2 separate regions of the Rattus norvegicus genome follow, and region 1 is linked to region 2. A link is a contact called in public Hi-C data. All regions are on one chromosome and are shown on one strand. The core of a region is the stretch at or near the end of the contact, and the rest is flanking DNA. Distances in the headings are between cores, read along the strand shown.

Region 1 (4,323 bases), core at 1,723-4,222, 680 kb after region 2:
TGTGTTTCTCAGCCTTGCCTTTGTCTTGCTATCACCTAGAAGCCTTGGAGAGAAAATTACCATGCCTGGCAACAGTGTGTCTTTGATATTCCCCAGTTGTTCCAAATGTATCCCTAAGTGAATGCTACTGTATCAGCCTAATTAAGTTTCATCACTTCCCTCACCCTATTGGGAGGTCCATTCTGTGCAGAGGAAGAGCAAACACAAGAACAAAAGGGAGCAAAGAGATACTGAGTATGCAGAATCAGGTCTGCAGCCACAGCTACTGGGGAAACTGGGGTAAGAAGATCTCTTGAGCTTAGGAGTTCCAGACCAGCCTAGGCAACACAGCAAGACTCTGTCACCAAACAACACGAAAGAAAACAAAATAAAAATCTGGCTGATAGGCATAGGGTCGGACCAAAATGTTTATTGTCATGTTGGAAGCGCTTTGACACATTTCAGTTTCCAGGATTTCTGGGACAGTTCCTTCCTAGAGAAAAGTAGGGACTTGTGCCATATGTATTCCACCTTACTAACTTTATCATAGTGTGCAGTAGGCTCCAACTTGCTTACTTGGTGCTCTGTCATCCTGAAACGTGCCATCCTGGAAGACAGGAGTAATGTATATACTCTGCTTAGTGTGTCTAACGTCGAGTACTCAGGAGGCTCAATCAATACTTATTGTATGAATGAATAAGGGACCAGGTGAATTAATAGGAAATGATTAATATGAAGAAGCATTTTCCCAGCATTATATGCAAGGTACTAAACAAAGTCATGCACACAGACTTCACTGAATGCTTTTTTTTAACTCATTATAAAGTAGGAGCCACTTCTTTGCTTAAATATAACAAAACCATCTCACAGAAGTGAATTACTTGTCCAAGATCACACACAGAGAGACAATGATGGAACTGGGCCCCACAGAGAATAAATTACAGCATTCACCGAGTCATTTATCTTTTTCATCCAAGAGGTCAAAGGGTGAACCCCTAGAGATGGAGACCTCTCCAGTGGATACTAACCCAAGAGGGCTTCAAGAATTGCTGCCATTATAAGAATTACACACACACACACACACACACACACACACACACACACACACACAGGGGGGGAGATCAGACATTATGTGTATATAATATATGATATATATCTTAGATTTTATAGAGGAGGGGAGAGAGAGAGAGAGAGAGAGAGAGAGAGAGAGAGAGATTTATGACACAAGGATAGAAATGAATGGGGGGGGGAATCCACCTCCCCTCAAAGGTTAGAGCATGGAGTGGAATTTTCCATTCGTGATTCAGAAACACCAAACTACTCCAGCTATGTTGACATGCAACAAGCTATTAGCTGCCCCTGCCATTTGCAGGGAACACTACCGTCCACATCCCTGGAGAATCCGCCTTATGGACTTTATTGTCTTAGATACAAGTCATCATTTGGCCATTTTCTTCAAACCTGTCCTCCTCTCCCTTGCCCCTGTCTCACCAGTGGACCCATCCTTCACTCAGCTCTTTATGCTAGAAAACCTGGGGGTCTCCCAAGATTCCTCCTTCCCTTCCTTCCTTCACAGCAGTTGGCTACTGAGTTTTATGGATTCGGTTTCATAAATCTGCAATCATTTGTTCATTAAATATTTATTGTGTTCTGGGAGTATACAATGGCAATCTGGATTAGACACCCCCAAACCCCAGCTTCAAGCAGCTTACCCTCTTAGTGGGGCCATCTTACAAATAAACAACCCATTCTACAGCAGAGCAGTAAATGCAAGCAATTTACCGCAATCGAGTTCTGAGAGACAACACTGGCCAGGTGTATGATTCCTCTAGAGAAGCCTGAGGGACGTTTGGAATTCCCCAAGTGGAGGTGTGAGAGATTTGGACCTTGTACTAGGTGGAGGGAGGTGGGGGTGGGGAGATGCAAATTTCTGGAAGCAAGAACAGAGTAGTGTGGGAAATCTGATAGTTCACTAAAACCTGAGGGGTTAACCTTCTAGCCCATCTGCTCAGCTACCCAGTCAGGTCTTAATCTAGTAACCACATTGCCTAGTGGCTTTGCACTCAAGAAGAAACCGGCCAGCACTGCCCTCTCTGTCGCTGAAGGTTGACCTTCAAGTCTTCTGTCTTCTGGTCATTCATTCAGGGAGTATTCATGGAACATCCCATCTGTGCAGTTACACTGTTAACAGAGGTCTCAATGGTGCTTCCACTCTTTAGGAGCTTTTGAGCCACTAAAGACAGACCGTAGGTGAGCAATTGAGGAGTGCTGCAAGCTGACACATATACCCTTTAAAGACACATAAGCCTTTCTGCCTACTGCTCACACAGGGCCTCCAGCCAGCTACCTGCTGGTCCTCTTGGAAGGATGACCTGTGTTCTATTAACTGCCCGGAATGTCTCCTCCCCTAGCTCAAGGCCACTGCGCGTCTCCGGCCAGCTCCAACACCGCGTCCTTCTCGCGTGGCCACACTCATGTGCGCGCAACTCCGCCAAGGGGGCTGACGCGCGCGCGCGCGCGGCCAGACAGCTCCTGGGGGTAGACGCCATCCAGCCTCAGCGGCGCCTGGTGACTACCCCACAGCAGCCCTCTCCCTAAGAGATCCCCAAGCTCCGGCCAGAGAGCGCACGCCCGGGGTGACAGCCGGGCGCACACGTGGGCGCAGCCTGGAAACCGCGGGAACCCTAACCCATGGGGACGAGAGGGAACGTTCTGCAGGAAGACCTCGGGCGGGGATACTTGCTCCCAGTCCGCACCCCTCCCGGAGCCCTAGAGGGGGCGGGCGGGGACAAACCCTGGCGGGGCCGCGCGCTTCCATAGCCACTGCCAAGGTCCTCGCAGTGGCGCGGGGTGGCCGGAGGAGGGGCCGAGGGCGGGGCGGCCGTAGCCTCCACCACTCCCGGGCCCCCCCAGTGGCGGAGCGCCGCCTCCCCGGCCGTCCTCCCCCACCGCACGCACTCCGCCCGCCCCGGAGCCTCGCCCTCCGCCACGATGAGCAAATGAGCGCGAGCAAGGGCATGAAATTTCAATTCCACTCTGGGGAGAAAGTGCTGTGCTTCGAGCCTGACCCCACCAAGGCGCGAGTGCTGTACGATGCCAAGGTGCCGCCGCGGGGGGGACAGGGAGGAGACGCGGGACTGGGTTCCAGGGATGGGAGGCAAAGGGGCCCGCGGAGGACAAGTGGCCTGGAGCCCTGGACAGCCACCAGGGCGCGCCTAGGCCTGCGTGGAGCGGCCCGGGTCGGCAGGGGACGCTGGCGTCACGCGTTGGGCGCGCGACTGCCCTAACTAGAAAGGACCCGTGTTGCTTCCGCTTCCGGCCCTGTCACGTCGCTCAGGCGCGGTTGCTAGGCCAGGATGGCAGTTTGAGCGCTGGGCGCCAATCCGGGCACCTGGTGTGAGAGGACTGCCGCCTGAGGCCTCTGCTTTTGCGATAAGTCTCTTCTTGTCCTATGTGGTTCCACGCTACATGGGCTTCCTAGAGGACACCCTGACCAAATTTCCCACCCACATCCTCCACCTGGTCCTAAGTTTCGAGCTGTCAATTTGCGACGTAATAGTCCCCGGACCCTCGTCGAATTTAGGATTATAATAATCCCAGGGGCGGGGGAGGGAAGGGCTCAAGGTTGCTCAGTCGCGTACCAACGGAATGGTGGGAGGCCAACAGAGTTAGGAAGGAATCGCGTCTTGCGGGTATCCAGCTCGGTCAGCACAGGCTGAGCTATATATTGCTGTTGTCAGTTTTTAAGTAGGGCAGGGGTGGGCACCTAAGTGCTCCAGAGCCCCAAGAAGGTAGGAGTCGGCACGCTGGGGGTCGGAGCGAGTGTCAGTGTTTCCAGCCACCAAGGCGAAGTCCTTGGTGGCAGAGACAACTTGGAGCAGCACCAGGTGCGTCTTTAGCAAGGTTTAAGCGGTGGTGTCCGGTGGGAGACACCAAGGTCTGTGCTGGGCTCTGTACCTTTGGTTCCTCCTGCAACCCTTAACTCTGTTTACCTCCTATTGCTATCCCTCTAGCTTGCTGCATCGCTGGGAGACCGACGGCCATACCGTTTCATTTGTACCAGATATCCGCTCAGGGAATGCATGGCTCTTCAGGGGAGGGGAAGGGTTGTGGAAGTCTCTGGCTAGCTAGGCAGGATACTGGACAAGGCAAGGCCCAGGTGACTACAACTCCCAGAGGTCTCAGGGCTGTTCTGTCTAGTCTGGGCCCTCGCTAATGACAAATCCACCGACCAATGACTTCAGAAGCTTCACCCGGTCTCAAACTCAAGAGACCAATCATGGGTTGGTTGGACGGATGTTTCCTATTTTGAGGCAACCACTCGGGCAAAAGAGGAAAAAAAAT
Region 2 (4,453 bases), core at 482-2,981:
CTAAGGATGGACTTTGCATATACCCCTGGTTCAGGAGGTCAAGTGACTCTCCTAGAGGACCCAGGCAGCTCTGATTTCATCAAAAGGGTAAGAGGGAGGCAAGAGAAAAATACTGCTATGTTGGTAGCTTCAGAGATGAAAGAAACAGCCATGAAGCTTGGCCTGCAGAAGCTAGGAAGGGGCCGAACATGGATTGTTCCCCACATCCTCCAGACCAGAAAGCAGTTCTATGCACCCATGTGATTTCTGACTTCCCAAACGATAAGAGGGCTAACCTGTATGTAACTTCATTGTGAGTGATAACAGTAGTAGGACACTCACACAAGGCCACATGGACTCCAGCTACAGAAATACAGATGTACAGAGACAGTAATGCTAGATTCTGAACATCCCTCAGGGACACTGCCCTACTGCCACCAGCAGATTTGTTCCTGTGTGTGTTCCTTTCTCCTCCCTTCTCCCCACAGGTAGAGAACCACTGCTTTAGAGGGTATCAGAAGATCATAAGACAGACTAAGACATTCAAAGTAAGAAGAGACTAGAAGTGCCTGCAAGATTATGCGGCACTGATTAGCCAGGTAAATGTTGCAGTACTGACTGCTTGTAGATTCACTAATGAACCAATACATGGGGCATTCATCTGGGCCTCTGCGGAGCTCAGTTATTCCTTTGACATCCTGTTAGCTGGAAGTGGCAGAACATCATTGTGACACCCACGCTAGTGCTTTTGTCCCAGGATGCTGACATTGTCTAGTTTTAGTACACTGCATTGTTACTGCATATGGTAGATTCAGCACTTTTTCTTTATAAAAGTGACAGAAATAATTGAGTGACATCTGAGACTAGCAAATAAGCAATGTGAATCCACTAGCAGGTACACAGAGGCTCCTCTGGATACTGAAAAGAAAAGATCGTTTGGGAACATGAGTGGCTTTTTGAGGCATGTGCTCACTTCACAAATATTTGAGAATCAAAGGTTGAAGGCACCTTCTAAGTCCAATGCCTTGGGGTCACCATTCCTTTTTCCCATCTTTTGTATTTAGCAGATACTCAGTAAATATTCTTTGAATTAGAGAAACAACAAACATGAAGAAAGTCCAACATGGCCCACCCGTGTTACAACCACAGGCAGGTGATTAAGTCATTGGGCTGTCACAGCCAGGCTTCAGTTACCTTTTCCAAGCCTTGGTCCAGGAGAACTTTCTCTTGACTTCGACTTTGGCGATGGCAAGTGGTCCAACAGTGTATAATGCTCTGGCACTTTATAAAGCTTCTCCGAGCCCCCCCGGGCCCTGTCTTCTTGCATAGCCAGCAGGGAGCGCTCAGACAGTACTGGGGAGTTGTTGTCATAAGGGGAGATGTCTCCACTGGAGGCCTTGTTGGAGTCTGTAGATGAATGCCTCCCTCCCATGGAAAAGGAAACTTCCGACTGAAGCATGTCAGGGCTCCTGGCACAAGATAAGACAGGTGTGTAAGTATGATCAGGTTCAGACATTACACAATTGCTAGTGGAGTATTTCGAAGACATGGACATGGAGGCGGAAATAAAAAAGACCTTTTGAGCAATGATCCAACAAATACAGCCCCATCAATAATGTGCAAACGTTTTTCTATAACACGATCACAAGATGGCAGTAAAACACAACAAATGTAACAAGACATGGCAGCTGGCAAAGGAGGGAGGGGCCAGAGGAGAAAAGGAAGTTCTGTAGTTGCGGGAGTTCAACCAGCAGAGGGCAGTAAATCCTCACAAATGGTACAAAACAAAGGTCAACTAGAAGGGTGGAGATGAAGCCATACAGGCCTGTGTTCAGCAACTCTGCCCGCTGGCAGAGAGGAATAAAACCTAAGAGGTTTAACAAAAACAGGATATAAATACAGATGGACCGCTGTCACCACCTTGCATCACTCATGTGCCTTCTGGACTGAAGCCTGACTACATTTAAGAGTTAAAGCCTGGGCAAAGGGCGGGTGGTGGTTGGCGGGGGTGGGGGTGGGGTGGGGGGTGGACTACTCAACAAGGAAAAGAAAAAGATGACTCTTTTTTGCCTTCCTCTGTCTCCTGAATTAAAACAACCCAGACAGGGACAATACTGAGTTAAAGGAAATTCAAGGACAAAAATGGAACAGAGGCTGAAGGAAAGGCCATCCAGAGACCGCCCCACCATGCCATCCATTTCATCTGCAAACAGCAAACCCCAACACTATTGCTGAAGCCAAGAAATGCTTGCAGACAGGAGCTGTCTCCTGAGAGATTCTACCAGCACCTGACTAAGACAGATGCAGATACTCACAGCCAACCATTGGACTGAGCCTAGGGAACCCAATGGAAAAGTTAGGGGAAGGACTGAAGGAGCTGAAGGGGTTTGTACCTCATAGGAAGAACAACAATATCAACTAACCAGATCCCTCAGAGCTCCCAGGGACTAAACCACCAACCAAAGAGCATACGTGGGCCAGTCCAAAGTTCCCACTGCATTTGTAGCAGAAGATGGCCTTATCTGGCATTAGTGGGAGGGGAGGTGCTTGGTCCTGTGGAAGTTTGGTGCCCCAGCATAGGGGGATGCAAGAAGGGTAGGTAGGAGTATGTGTGTAGGTGGGGGAGCACCCTCTTAGAAGAAAACGGGAAGAGGAGAGGGTTAAGAGATGTGTGGAGGGAAGACCCTGAAGTGGGATAACATTTGAAATGTAAACAAATAAAATGATTAACAAATAAAAGTCCCTCCCCCCGATAATCCAGACTTACACTTCATTGTTGTTTAAGGAAAACTTTTCTTTACCCTCTGCACACTTAGCAAATAAATTTATACTTTCTGTGATGAAGACAATGATGTTACTGGTGGAAATGTCTGTTTATGTATGAAGTGGTGGCTAAACCAGGAAATAAATTACTGTCATAAAGAACCGAGTATACGTGAATACACAGAACACGATTTTGCAAGGCATTATACTTCTGCGATGTAATCTATAGCATTATCTCACATACTATTAGCATCCACACTTATGAGTTGTCATAGCAACAGAAATAACAGCAAAAATGTAAATGGAACAGGAAAATGAGAATACCGGAAAATATCAACTGCGCATAGTCTTACCTGGAACCATCTTTATTTTCTACCTTCCTCAAAACAGTGGCCCTGACATCTTAAAGGGAAATGATCAAAGGTTGATTAAACGCTTCACAATGTGCTTCTGCCTCCCCACACCCCTACCCTATTTGCTTCTCTTTACTAGTCTTTGGTTTCCATTTGTTGCAGTTTTCCAAACAAATCCTTTGTGGTCACAAAGAAGGTAAACATACCCAGAGCAATCCTCTCCTAGCCAAATGGTTTTTGGCATGCAAAATGAAGGAAGTGGATTCATGGGGCCCTAGCTTTATCTCAGGTTTCCAGCAAGGGTTAGTACCCAGGGGAAAAACATCCTGGCATTTGTGATAGGCCATGCCTGTCCGAGGCAGCCTGGACCCTGGCTTTCTTGCTGAGGATATTCTCTACCCACACAGAATAACTAAGAGCTTTGCTTGCCTCCTCTTTGAACTGATATCACACAATCTTATAGGCAGGAGCCAAAGGATGGCCACGGGGATGATTTTCTAGACTTGTAGGCTGCCAGTGAATTTGAAGGAAAATAAAATCAAGAATAAGCTAACAGCTTCTGCTGGGAAGGTGGGGGGGGGGTGGGGACTAAACACCATACCTAATTAAAGGGAAAAGAAACTCTTCTTAATTCTAGGTAGGGAAACAAATTCATACAAATGGGTAGTGGCCCATTGTCATGGAATGTGGCTCTTTTTGGGAAAGATTATGAACACAAAAAGAAGTGACTGTATTAAACTGGTTCAATTTAGAACCAGAAGGATCACAGATCAGATTAGTGGGCTGATTTTAGTAGTTTCCTCTTCTTCGGTGACATTTTCTTTTCAGTCATTAGTGAAAATCTCTTAGTTCCACTCGACAAGACTAAGTCATGGTTGCATATCTAGTGTTGGGAAACCATAGCCTTATTGGATGAGAGAGCCTCAGTCATTGTCCAATTCATGAGCCCACCTGAAACAATGTGCCGTTTGCACTTTGCCACCTTTTATTGGTGGGATGTGGGTTGGAGGTGGTTCACAGACACCACAATAATTTCAGCTTATGTGTTGCACATCTTTTCCTACCGGAAATGTAGATGACAAACATCCAGGGCAATGGTCTAAATGTACATTCAGTCAGGAGTTATGAGCATAAGTGAGAGACCTCAGGGAAGAAAAGTTTCTCTCACGACTTCACAATGCGAGCATTTAAGGTTTCTGTAGAAGGAGTAGATTTTTCTTTTTACCCAGTGTTATGAGGAGCTCTGTAATAAATAATGCACATCTCTCTGCTATGAGGGCTAGAAGGCTCAAAGGACACGGAGCCCTGTGTAAGCGGTTGCATCGATGCTTATGGGGTATCTGTATACTTATCACCCC

Evidence for each region. Hi-C and Micro-C count contacts between places; a contact is called where the count stands out from the background.
Region 1: a Hi-C map of psoas muscle shows a contact between it and region 2, with 3 times the contacts expected there. The contact joins the promoter of Msl3 here to the enhancer-like site in region 2. A contact is called at or near these places in 7 of 12 Hi-C or Micro-C datasets (the A7r5 cell line, the Rat2 cell line, Schwann cells and 4 more).

Annotation. Positions count from the first base shown.
Region 1 is chrX:29,207,492-29,211,814 of GRCr8, forward strand. It overlaps Msl3 (MSL complex subunit 3), which reads left to right and starts at 2,973. Exons shown (of 12, transcript NM_001014111.1): 1 at 2,973-3,080. The coding sequence starts at 3,073.
Region 2 is chrX:28,528,715-28,533,167 of GRCr8, forward strand. Arhgap6 (Rho GTPase activating protein 6) reads right to left here. Exons shown (of 13, transcript NM_001427045.1): 11 at 1,174-1,448. Among named protein-coding and RNA genes, the nearest start is that of Hccs, 26 kb to the left of the region's middle. Within about 2 kb of position 1,732, at least 1 of the 93 cell types and tissues checked has an H3K27ac peak or open chromatin away from gene starts, as enhancers often do.